2 separate regions of the Mus musculus genome follow, and region 1 is linked to region 2. A link is a contact called in public promoter capture Hi-C data. All regions are on one chromosome and are shown on one strand. The core of a region is the stretch at or near the end of the contact, and the rest is flanking DNA. Distances in the headings are between cores, read along the strand shown. Region 1 holds the start of Galnt2 (polypeptide N-acetylgalactosaminyltransferase 2). Region 2 holds the start of Acta1 (actin, alpha 1, skeletal muscle).

Region 1 (5,367 bases), core at 1,592-4,091, 340 kb before region 2:
TTTTCAGCTCCTTAGTTTATTCAGTCTGTAGTCTGAGGTGAGCTGACTTCCTGGGTTTTGCTAAATGGAGAACAGCAGTTCTCAGACTTGTTGTTTAGCAGGCAGGGCACACAGTGCACAGCCTGGCCTGGCTGCTGAAGCAGCAGAAATCCTAACAGGATGCCCTCAGACAATCCCCAAAGCACAACCCTGAAGCCTGGGGCCCCTTGGGAATGAAACAGCAGAGCATGAAGAACTATCTAAAGATGGAACAAGAGCCCGCTGTGATCAGCACCAAACACAGAAGAAATGCCATCTACTTATCGCTAAAAAAAAAAAATCTACAGGCTCTCAGTAAAGCTGCTCTTCTTATCCTCACAGTCATGTTGTACACGCTAAAGGAATCGCACATTTTCTCTTATCAAGGGGATGAGCTAAATGTGGAGAGTCGTCTAGTGTTTAAACCCACTAAGGGATCCAAGATGGCACTCCACAGTTTGGCGGCATCCTCTGTCTCTCTCTCAGGATCCACCTTGCTACCTCAATGGGAGCACTACTGAAATTTCAAAATCTGCAGTTTTCTTTTTTAAGATTTATTTATTTACTATATGTAAGTACACTGTAGCTGTCTTCAGACACACCAGAAGAGGGCATCCAGTCTTGTTACAGATGGTTGTGGGATTTGGTTGCTGGGATTTGGACTCAGGACCTTCGGAAGAGCAGTCGGTGCTCTTACCTGCTGAGCCATCTCACCAGCCCCAAATCTGCAGTTTTCACAGCACTCCCTTGCCCTGCAGATCACTAAACCATGATACCCTGAGCCAGGACAACATTTTATGGCTCACTGACAACAGAACCCCAGGTCATTGATCTGCTCTTTCTATAGGGTCTCCATCGGATCACAAAGAGGTCTTGGGCTTTCTTCACACCTAAAGCTAATACCTCTTAGGCATCCAGAGAACTTTAATGAGGAGACAAGCCAACTGCTTGCCAACAGACACCCCCAGAGGTAGGGTGACATCCCTGGGAGGCTGATGCCACAGGTGCCTTTCTACATACATACCTGTGCTGATCCAGGACTTCATCTTTGTGTGACTAGGAAAAAGCATTGTCAGCAGCCAGGGTATTCCCAAGGCGAGGGAAGTCTCCTGGGGAAGCAAAGTCCGTACACACCACACTTGCTCAGAGTCACCATGGTTCTCAAAAACCTGGCTGCTGCCACCAGCCACGCTTGCTAGACTTAAACCCTAGCAAGCAGGGGCTCCCAGCACAACAACCATTCAGAAAGCAGGGCTAATGAGAGTCAGTGTCCACCCCACACAAGCCAGGCACAGGGAAACACTGTTTCCATGTTCGTTACTGAAAATAAAAAACGAATCATGAACCCCTCCCAGAGTCAAAAAGACACTTCCACCTTCCTCCCTCCCTTCCTTCCTCCCTCCGTACCTGCAGCTAGGAATAACTTGAAGATGCCAGAGAAAAAGGGAATCAGCCATGTGCCTTTGACATTCAGTGTCTGAGTAGGGGTAAAGTCGGCGGCTGCTCATGGGCAGTCCATCCTACTCAAGATTCTACCCCCTATCTCCCTAAGCCGCGATCTACCTCCATTCTTTTCTGGTCGTGTACTGTTACTCAAAATCAAGTAAGGAGGGCTACAAATCTTTGGAAAAGATAACTATATTTCGAAGCTCGTTAGCTAGTAAAACACCACAAACCCCTCAGGAGAGAATACAACAGCCTAGACAGCACCAACCAAGGCAAGGATCCCACGCTCGCTCGGTGTCCACTCGGTACCCAAGCCGAGATGACTGCCGAATCAGAACCTGTAAGCTCTAAGACTCCCGGCCTCACTACCGAACCCACCAGAGACACACACCGAGGAGGGACTTGGGGTTAGGAAATGCGGACTTGGGGTTAGGAAATGCAAGCGCAAAAGGCTAGGTAGTTCCCGCCGCCGTGAGCGGCCAAGGGCCGAGGTGGGCAGTGTAGCAAGTAGAACGGGAGGTCTGACAGAACCACGGTACGACCTCACTGCCGGGGTGCTGGATGGGGAGGATAGGGAGGGATCACGCCTCTGATCACTGGAGCACCAGGGTTCCAGCCCGACCAAGGTCCCCAAGATCTGGGCGCAAGACGAGAGGGTCGCGGGTTCCAGTTGGGCGGAATGTGGCTCGGGGAGCACCGGGTTTCGGGTGACAACGATCCCCAAGATCCCGGAGCAGGGAGTGGGGCTCCGGGGTGATCTGGGCGGAGTACGGAGCAGGGGGCAGGGAGTCCGGCGGAAGGGTTGTCCCTATGATCCCGGCACAGGGAGTGGAGCGCAGTGTCGCCAGCGAGATAACAGCCTCCAAGATCCTGGCGCAGGGCGGTACGTGGCTCCGGGTGCCCGCGCCCCGCATGCGGGAGGCAAGTCGCTGCACCCAGAGCCGCGGGTGAGCCGGACAGGGCCGGAGCTCGCGCCGCTGGCCTGAGGGCCCGGAGAAAACTTGAGGCGCGCGTCCCGGCCAGGGTCCCCACATCTGCTGCCCCGAGCCGGGGAGCACTCTCGGTGCACGGCGCCTCCCCGCTGCAGGCCCGGGTCGGCGCACAGGCCTCGCGGCACTCACCTTCCTGCCGGCGCCGCCCCCGCCCGCGGCCAGCGCGGAGCCGCCCCCCGAGTACATGTAGTAGGCGATGCCCAGGACCCAGAGCAGCGCGAAGCACAGCAGCATCCGCGAGCGCCGCCGCATCCTCGCTCTGGGCGGCCGCCGGGCAGCCTGGCGGCGCGGCGGGCGGAGCGCGCGGCGGGCGGAGCTCGGGGCGGCGGCGCGGGAAGACGCGGCGCTCGGCGGGCGGCGCTCGGCGCTCGGCGCTCGGCGCCCGGCAGGAAGCGGCGGCCCAGCGGCGGGGTCAGGGAGCAAAGGGCGACCAATCGACGCTGAGGGGCGGGCGCGGGGGCGGAGCCGAGTCTCCATGGCAGCGGCGCCCCGCCCACTGCGCGCCCCCGGGAGTGGCAGGTGGAGGCAGCGGGCGCGGACGCGCGGTTCCCCAAAGACTTGGAATGGGCCAGTCTGCAGAGATCGCCCCGGCCCGCCATCCGTCACATTCACTATTTGGGCAATAGTGGGTTCTTGGGTTTTTATTTTTTATTTGTGCTTTCTCTTTTTTAATATAAGGTCTCATCCTATAATCCAGACTGACCTCGAACTCACCATCCAGCCCATGCTGGCCTCAATCTCGCAGCACTCCTTTTGCATCAGACTTCTGAGTCCTGGGATAACAGGAATGCACTGCCCTGTGGTCTGAACAAGACTAAGACAGGGAAGGTAGATTTCAAGGCGCTTGCTTGTAAGGATGACCCTTCCTGCTCTTAAAAGCAAAATGGAATGGTGGTGGTTTTAAATAAACGTGAAAAAGAGGGGAGATAGATGGTAATTTATGTTTTTAAATCTTTTCGGTTTTTTATTGGTTGCTTTCTTGAAGGAATGAGGTGAGCATAGTAACCCACTTAATAGAGCAGGCAGCAGCGAGTTCCCTGACAGCAGCTCTGGTGACTGTAACCTTGTCCATGACCTTGTGACTCTAAGTCCCTGTGTCTGGAAAAGAATTTCCAGTACTTGAGAGCCTGCAAATATTTCTGAGATCTGCCCACACTGCAGGAGGAAGGAACTCCCTGGGCGGCAGTCTGCCCAATCCTGAACAAAGAGCACCGCAAGCCTTGGGCTACCAGGATTCTGAGCCTCACCTGAACTTCAGACTTCTCAGAAGTGAGAAGGGAAAGCCTCTTAGTTCCACCAGACACCCCATTCCTGAAGACACCCCATTCCTGAAGACATCCCATTCCACCAGGCACCCCATTCCACCAGGCACCCCATTCTGCAAACACCCTTCACAGAAGACAGGTTTCTCATACCCTAAGAAGTTCCGTTCCAAGTACTAGAATCCGAGCACTGTACTGACCAGGGAAGAGATTTGTAAAATACTGAAGAGATGACAGGCTTGAAAACACCCAAGAGTCTTGGGGACAGTCAGATAAGTGGGAACAACTGTTGCCCCTCAGAGGCCTGGGAGTGAAGGGAAAGAAGAGGAAGCAGGACAAACCCCAAAGAGCAGGAAAGAGACAAGCAAGTGGCCCCTCCCCCAGCATAGCATCAGCATCAGTATCTGTTGAAAACTGCAGAGGACAGAAGAGAAAGTCCCCACCCGGAGCCCTGCCTCCAAATGCTTCCTATCTGAGAAGTCAAAGGACAGCAAAACTGCTACTACAAAAGCAAAACAGAAAGTTAGTCATATTGCTGAGTGTGGAAGAGGAATCCTAACATTTCATCTGATTATGCTCCCCAACACACACATGCACACACACAGGCACGAGCACACACACACACACACACATTGACTGATGGTGGTTGTGTCACCTGTAATCTCAGCATTCGGGAGGTTGAGCCAGGAAGATTGCTAAATGAGAGACAGAGAGACAGAAACAGAGAGACAGAGACAGAGAGACAGAGAGAGACAGAAAAAGACAGAGATAGAGACAGAAGAACAAGGAGGAGGAGGAGGAGGAGGAGGAAGAAGAAGAAGAAGAAGAAGAAGAAGAAGAAGAAGAAGAAGAAGAAGAAGAAGAAGAAGAGGAAGAAGAAGAAGAAGAAGAAGAAGGGGAAGAAGGGGAAGAAGGGGAAGAAGAAGAGGAAGGGGAGGGGGAGGGAGGGGGGAAGAAGAAATAATAATTATAGTCTGGAGCGATGGCTCAGCAGTTGAAGTACTTGCATGTGAGGACCAGGAGTTAGAACCCCAGGAACCCACCTAAAATGTGGGCAGGCTTGGTAGCCTACCGTGATACTGTGCATGGGAGGTAGAGGCAGGTAGTCTCCAGGGCAAGCTGACTAGCTCAACAAGCTGAGAACCAGCAAGCTTTGGTGTAAGTAAGAGACTCGTTTCAGTACATAAGGTAAAGAGCTGTCAAAGGCCACACCACAGGTCAACCTCTGGCCTCCACACATACACGTATGCATGTATGCCATGTCCCCACCCAACAGGAACATGTAAGCTCTGGCCTTTGTGTGCATGTATGAATACATGCACAATCAAACATGCATATACACATGTGCACACTATACACACATCACATACAAAAAGGGAAGGATGGGGAGAAAAGAAAAAGGTCAGGAAGGAGGGAGGGAGGAGATTGGAGATGAGAAAAAATAAGTTAAAAGCTTCAGATATAAGTTGTTGAGAGCCAGGGAAGAGGAGCCAAGTCCATTGAATTGGAATCCCTGAGAAGGAAACTTTAAAAGTAAAACAAAGTTTGATATTAAGATGTTAAGATCTGAGCTGGTGGTGGCACACACCTTTAATGTCAACAAGCAGGAGGCAGAGGCAGGTAATCTCTAGATTCAAGGCCAACCTGGT
Region 2 (5,956 bases), core at 1,954-4,453:
AAAACTGGTCACATAATCCATCTCTGAAGAATGAATGATTTGTTTCTAAGTCAGGTAGCTAAGACTGTCTCCTGGTACCCGGTGTACATTCTTGGGATCCTTCTCTTGTTGGCCTATCCGTTAGTTCAGCATGAACTAGTTAGGACTGTGAATGGCAGCAGCCACCCTTGTCCCTGAGGTGAGTGTGCTGTATTCTGAGGATGTGTGAGTCAGTCAGGACCTGAAAGGGCCCTGGCAACCTGTACAGAGCACAGGGGGAAAGGTTTTGTTGTTTTATTCTCTTGACTGGATGCTATGGGGAGAGCCAGAGGTCTGCAAGACAAATTCATGGTGTTTCGGGCTGTCATGGTTGGTCCCACATTCTGAGTGTTCCCAGTGTGGCCTCCCCCACCACTGCCAGTCTGTCCTCAGAATGGCATAATATTCATGTATAAAATACAATATATGTTGAAAAACAATGTGTATATATGTTGTATATATTTATCATATGTGTATGATATGTGCATATAAACTCTGGCTGGCCTCAAACTCTCAGCCCCTGTGCCTCAGCTTCCCAAGTCCTAAAACTGCAAGTGTACACACCAGCCCTGGCTAGAACAATTTTTTTAAGGCGTGTGAAGCCTGACATTGAGCTCATATCCAAAATAAACACAAGTAACTGGTGGACCTGGAAGCTGGGCTTCTGTTTTGAAATGAGCTTCAGTCGACCACCTTTTGTATTGTGTGGGCAATGGTGAGTACTTAGCACACCTTTGGACTTCTGTTCTCAGAGGAGCTCCAGTTTTCCTTCTCCTGCTGGGATGGCAGGTCCTTGCATGCATCTGCATTGCCTTAATAAAAACGAGGTTTTCTTTTTGTCTGCTTTTCACTTGTAAGAACCAGCTCCTTACGCTCGGCCGCCCAGCCCGAATTCAGTCCCCAGTGTGAGTGGAGAGGGGACCAGCTCCCTCTCCTGTCCTGTCCTGTCCTGTGACACGCGTGCCTTCCCTGTCAGGCTCTGAGGTTCCAGAACTGCTGCTGCAAGAGTTGAAAGGGTAGAGCCGACCTGTGCTGCTGCTCACTAGGGAAAGACAGACTGATGCTAATACAAGCCTAGGCTGCAACAGGACTGAGGGATTGCCGTGCTGCCTGTTAGTTGTCCTGTTTGCTTCTGGTAGATACCGCAAGGACTTACAGGATGTGAGGGGTAAAGGGGCAAAGGGGGGGGGGGGGAGATTAAGAAGAGGTGTGGGTGTGTCGCATGGTGGCGTAAGTGCCCTGCACACAAGCATTTAAGGGCCCAGCAAGAAGACAGCCGGCGAGAACCTAGCCGGGATTCCAGAGAAAAACTGTCAGGAAAGGAAAGGGTGCAGCTGAACCTAGAGTTTACCTGCCTACTCACCTGCCTGCTGCTGCGCCAGGTGTGGGGCCGCAGGTTTCCTGTAGTTCGCAAACCACTGCGTTCAAGGTCCACTTTATGCTGTCACGCAAAGCTGAGAAATCTGCATAGTGGGATAAGCAAGAGCTTTCGAGAGTCTGGGGCGGTATGTACAGCCCGGCCCGATGAGGTCCAGTCACCTGGACAATTCTCCCTACATCCATGCCCCAAATGTAAGCACCCCCAAAGCTGACCATAGTCTGCATTTGCTGCTTGCTTCTTTTTAACAGTTCCAGGTCCTGGCCCAGGGCACAGGCAAAGCCACAGAGCTGATGCCCGTTAGGCAGTGCAGCTCAGGTTTAGGAAGAGCTGTGTGGGATCCTGAAATCGCTTCATGGAGCCTCTGCTCTCAGAGGCTCTGCACCTGTCCCAGCTGCTAAGTTCCACTCCAAATGGGAACAGCTATTTTGGGAGCGCTTAAGCCATCAGAAAAGTGAATGGCTCCATGGTGGCTTGGCTCTGATGCACACCCCTCAAAGCATGTCGCCTGTTTGGTCACAGAACACTTTTCCTTTGGGCTTTCTTATCCCTCTCCCTGCCCAAATTGAGACAGGCGCCAAGAGATGACCTCTACTCACCCCCATCCCAGCTTCCATAAGTTGCTCCTTCTAGAAACCCAAAAGCAGATTCCCATCTATCAGCGGTATAAATAGAACCCACACAAGCCTGGCAGGTGGTGGCCCCAAGGTGCATGGGAAGCAGCCGGGCTGACGGGCATCATCCTCTAAATATAAAGATGAGTCTGCCTGGGAGGGGCCGCTCCTGGGCACCAGTGTAAGGTCTTAGTGCTCCTTAGAAGGTATATCTTCATCAGCACCTCTCTCTGCCTCAGCCCCCTCTAGGTCCCAACAGTTCCAGGTATGATCCTTCTTTCAGACCCAGGGGAGGGAAGCTTAGTGCCACCAAAGAAGGGGTAGCATTTGCTCAGCCTAGCCAACTCGATGACGGTCAATCCCGAGTTTGGGATTTACACACACACACACACACACACACACACACACACACACACACACACTGACCCTTCCATTCCTTTCAAGAGTACACTGCAGAATGCAGGGACAGCTCTAATGCCCTGGCCTCCCATTCTGTGTGCCAGGGCCACATAGTCCCCATGCCTCCTCTCACTACCTCCTCCCCCTCTTCCACCAGTTGTCTGCCCAGTGACAGCTGCATATCCTACACTGACTGACAGCCTTGTGGGGGTGAATGGGGGTGATGTGTGTCAGATCTCTGGATTGGGGGAGCTTCAAAGTGGGAAAGAAAATGGAGTTCAAATGTGGGGCTTATTTTCCATCCCTACCTGGAGCCCATGACTCCTCCCGGCTCACCTGACCACAGGGCTACCTCCCCTGAGCTTAAGCATCAAGGCTTAGTAGTCTGAGTTAAGAACCCATAAATGGGGTGCATTGTGGCAGGTCAGCAATCGTGTGTCCAGGTGGGCAGAACTGGGGAGACCTTTCAAACAGGTAAATCTTGGGAAGTACAGACCAGCAGTCTGCAAAGCAGTGACCTTTGGCCCAGCACAGCCCTTCCGTGAGCCTTGGAGCCAGTTGGGAGGGGCAGACAGCTGGGGATACTCTCCATATACGGCCTGGTCCGGTCCTAGCTACCTGGGCCAGGGCCAGTCCTCTCCTTCTTTGGTCAGTGCAGGAGACCCGGGCGGGGACCCAGGCTGAGAACCAGCCGAAGGAAGGGACTCTAGTGCCCGACACCCAAATATGGCTTGGGAAGGGCAGCAACATTCCTTCGGGGCGGTGTGGGGAGAGCTCCCGGGACTATATAAAAACCTGTGCAAGGGGACAGGCGGTCACACGGACGTGAAGCCTCACTTCCTACCCTCGGCACCCAGGGCCAGAGTCAGAGCAGCAGGTAGGGTGGAGGTGGGGAGGGTGACCTGGAGACCCAGCAAAGAAAGCTATTGAGCCTTGGGCTTGTATTTAGCACTGAGTTCTGGAAATTTCTCCAAACTCACATCCAGCCCATTTGGGCTGCTGACTGGGCATTTAGGATATGCCTGGGGGTCTGACATCTATCCATTACCACCCGCAGACTCCTCCCTCCCCTCTTACTGGGGACTAAATCCAAGTCCTGCAAGTGAACAAGCCGGTGCTCTCCTACTGAGCCACACGCCAGCCTCTGGTTGGTTGAGATTTCTTTCCGGCTTTTCATTCCCCTTTCCCCTCTTTCTCTGCTGGGATCAAATCTGGGCTCTTGTGATGCAAGAGGTTGGCTGGATCTCCCACTGAGCTACACCCCAGCTCCTGGGAGACTGATTTGAAGATGAGCTTGGAGAGAGTCAAGCCTGGCCTTAGCCTTGGGGCGACTCCCTTTGAGATCAAGGCTTTTCTAAAGGGCAGCAACCCTGGCTACTCTTCTCTGAAATGGGAGACAGGTGGAAGGGTTTCTTCTGAGTTTGGGATGCTGTGAGTGTTCAACAGCTTTTCCATAGTTGTGACAATATCGCCCTTCCCCGGGCAGAATCCTCGACCCTCTCACAGGACAGGCAGGTGGTGGGCAGCGTGCCTTAATACCTCCTTCACAGATGAGATTGTGAGCAGAGAGGATAGGACTAGTGCTAGCTGTGGTGTGTGTGGTGGCCTACAATGAATGTAGAGGGTCTCAGGATATCCCCTGCATGCCTAGTTGGAGGACTTAGTGTGATCCACAGACAGCTCCCCCATAGCGAAAGCACAGCCTTAAGCTGGAAGAGCATCCTCTGACCCCCGTGCAAGGAAGGGGAAGGGGGAAAGGAGTTTTTGGATCTCCAAAGTGAAGATGGGTTAAGCGGAGCCTCACCCTAACCCCCCCCCCCCATCACATATACACAGCACTCAACACCTTGTCTTTGCAGAAACTAGACACCATGTGCGACGAAGACGAGACCACCGCTCTTGTGTGTGACAACGGCTCTGGCCTGGTGAAAGCTGGCTTTGCCGGGGATGATGCCCCCAGGGCTGTGTTCCCATCCATCGTGGGCCGACCCCGTCACCAGGTCAGGCTGCTGGCAGGGAAAGATAGGCTCTCTGAATCCAGCCAATGTTCTCCTCACCCCTGGCTGTAGTAACAAGTGTCTGATGTCTCTATCTGCAGGGTGTCATGGTAGGTATGGGTCAGAAGGACTCCTACGTGGGTGATGAGGCCCAGAGCAAGCGAGGTATCCTGACCCTGAAGTACCCCATTGAACATGGCATCATCACCAACTGGGACGACATGGAGAAGATCTGGCACCACACCTTCTACAATGAGCTGCGTGTGGCCCCTGAGGAGCACCCGACTCTGCTCACCGAGGCCCCCCTGAACCCCAAAGCTAACCGGGAGAAGATGACTCAAATCATGTTTGAGACCTTCAACGTGCCTGCCATGTATGTGGCTATCCAGGCGGTGCTGTCCCTCTATGCTTCCGGCCGTACCACCGGTAAGCGCTCACACATGGCCCACACATGGCCCACGCTGGCCCTGGTAGGATTGCTCCAACATTCCAGCCCCGCTTTTTAATCCTCTGCAGTATCCCGACCTGCGCCGCCTGCTGGTCCCCTCCACTCACATACTGCCTCTCCCCTGCACAGGCATCGTGTTGGATTCTGGGGACGGTGTCACCCACAACGTGCCCATCTATGAGGGCTATGCCCTGCCACACGCCATCATGCGTCTGGACCTGGCCGGTCGCGACCTCACTGACTACCTGATGAAAATCCTCACTGAGCGTGGCTATTCCTTCGTGACCACAGGTGCGTGCTTCCAATGCCCGCTGAGGGAGGGCGGGCAGAGGGTGAGCACACGCCCCAGGCCTTGCCCTGAGGCCCCCCACTGCTTTTGCTCCTGCAGCTGAACGTGAGATTGTGCGCGACATCAAAGAGAAGCTGTGCTATGTGGCCCTGGACTTCGAGAATGAGATGGCCACCGCTGCCTCTTCCTCCTCCCTGGAGAAGAGCTATGAGCTGCCCGACGGGCAGGTCATCACCATCGGCAATGAGCGTTTCCGTTGCCCGGAGACGCTCTTCCAGCCTTCCTTTATCGGTGAGCCGCCCGATCCGCTGGTGTGCGGGAATCAGTTTTCCCTCGCCCCACGCCACAGAGTACGGGGTCTCCACCCGCCGGTCCCTTAGCCCGACTCTGCGGTTGCTCACACTGCCTCTCCCCCGGACACCAGGTATGGAGTCTGCGGGGATCCATGAGACCACCTACAACAGCATCATGAAGTGCGACATCGACATCAGGAAGGACCTGTATGCCAACAACGTCATGTCAGGGGGCACCACCATGTACCCTGGTATCGCTGACCGCATGCAGAAGGAGATCACAGCTCTGGCTCCCAGCACCATGAAGATCAAGGTGGATGACGTGCCTGGTGTGGGTGGAGACCAGGGGCGGGGGGAACACGCAGGCACGTGACACTCTTGTCTTGCAGATCATCGCCCCCCCTGAGCGCAAGTACTCAGTGTGGATCGGTGGCTCCATCCTGGCCTCGCTGTCCACCTTCCAGCAGATGTGGATCACCAAGCAGGAGTACGACGAGGCTGGCCCCTCCATTGTGCACCG

Evidence for each region. Promoter capture Hi-C pulls out the DNA fragments that hold promoters and counts their contacts.
Region 1: a promoter capture Hi-C map of stem cell-derived epiblast-like cells shows a contact between it and region 2, with 2.5 times the contacts expected there. The contact joins the promoter of Galnt2 here to the promoter of Acta1 in region 2. A contact is called at or near these places in 2 of 39 promoter capture datasets (liver and stem cell-derived epiblast-like cells).

Annotation. Positions count from the first base shown.
Region 1 is chr8:124,228,868-124,234,234 of GRCm38.p6, reverse strand. Galnt2 (polypeptide N-acetylgalactosaminyltransferase 2) reads right to left here and starts at 2,841. Exons shown (of 16, transcript NM_139272.2): 1 at 2,586-2,841. The coding sequence starts at 2,708.
Region 2 is chr8:123,892,022-123,897,977 of GRCm38.p6, reverse strand. Acta1 (actin, alpha 1, skeletal muscle) reads left to right here and starts at 3,203. Exons shown (of 7, transcript NM_009606.3): 1 at 3,203-3,286; 2 at 4,269-4,409; 3 at 4,508-4,832; 4 at 4,984-5,145; 5 at 5,243-5,434; 6 at 5,568-5,749; 7 at 5,826-5,956. The coding sequence starts at 4,281. It overlaps Gm29773 (a long non-coding RNA gene), which reads right to left and starts at 3,202. Exons shown (of 3, transcript XR_879336.3): 1 at 1,612-3,202; 2 at 1,382-1,481. Nup133 (nucleoporin 133) reads left to right here. Exons shown (of 26, transcript NM_172288.2): 26 at 1-855.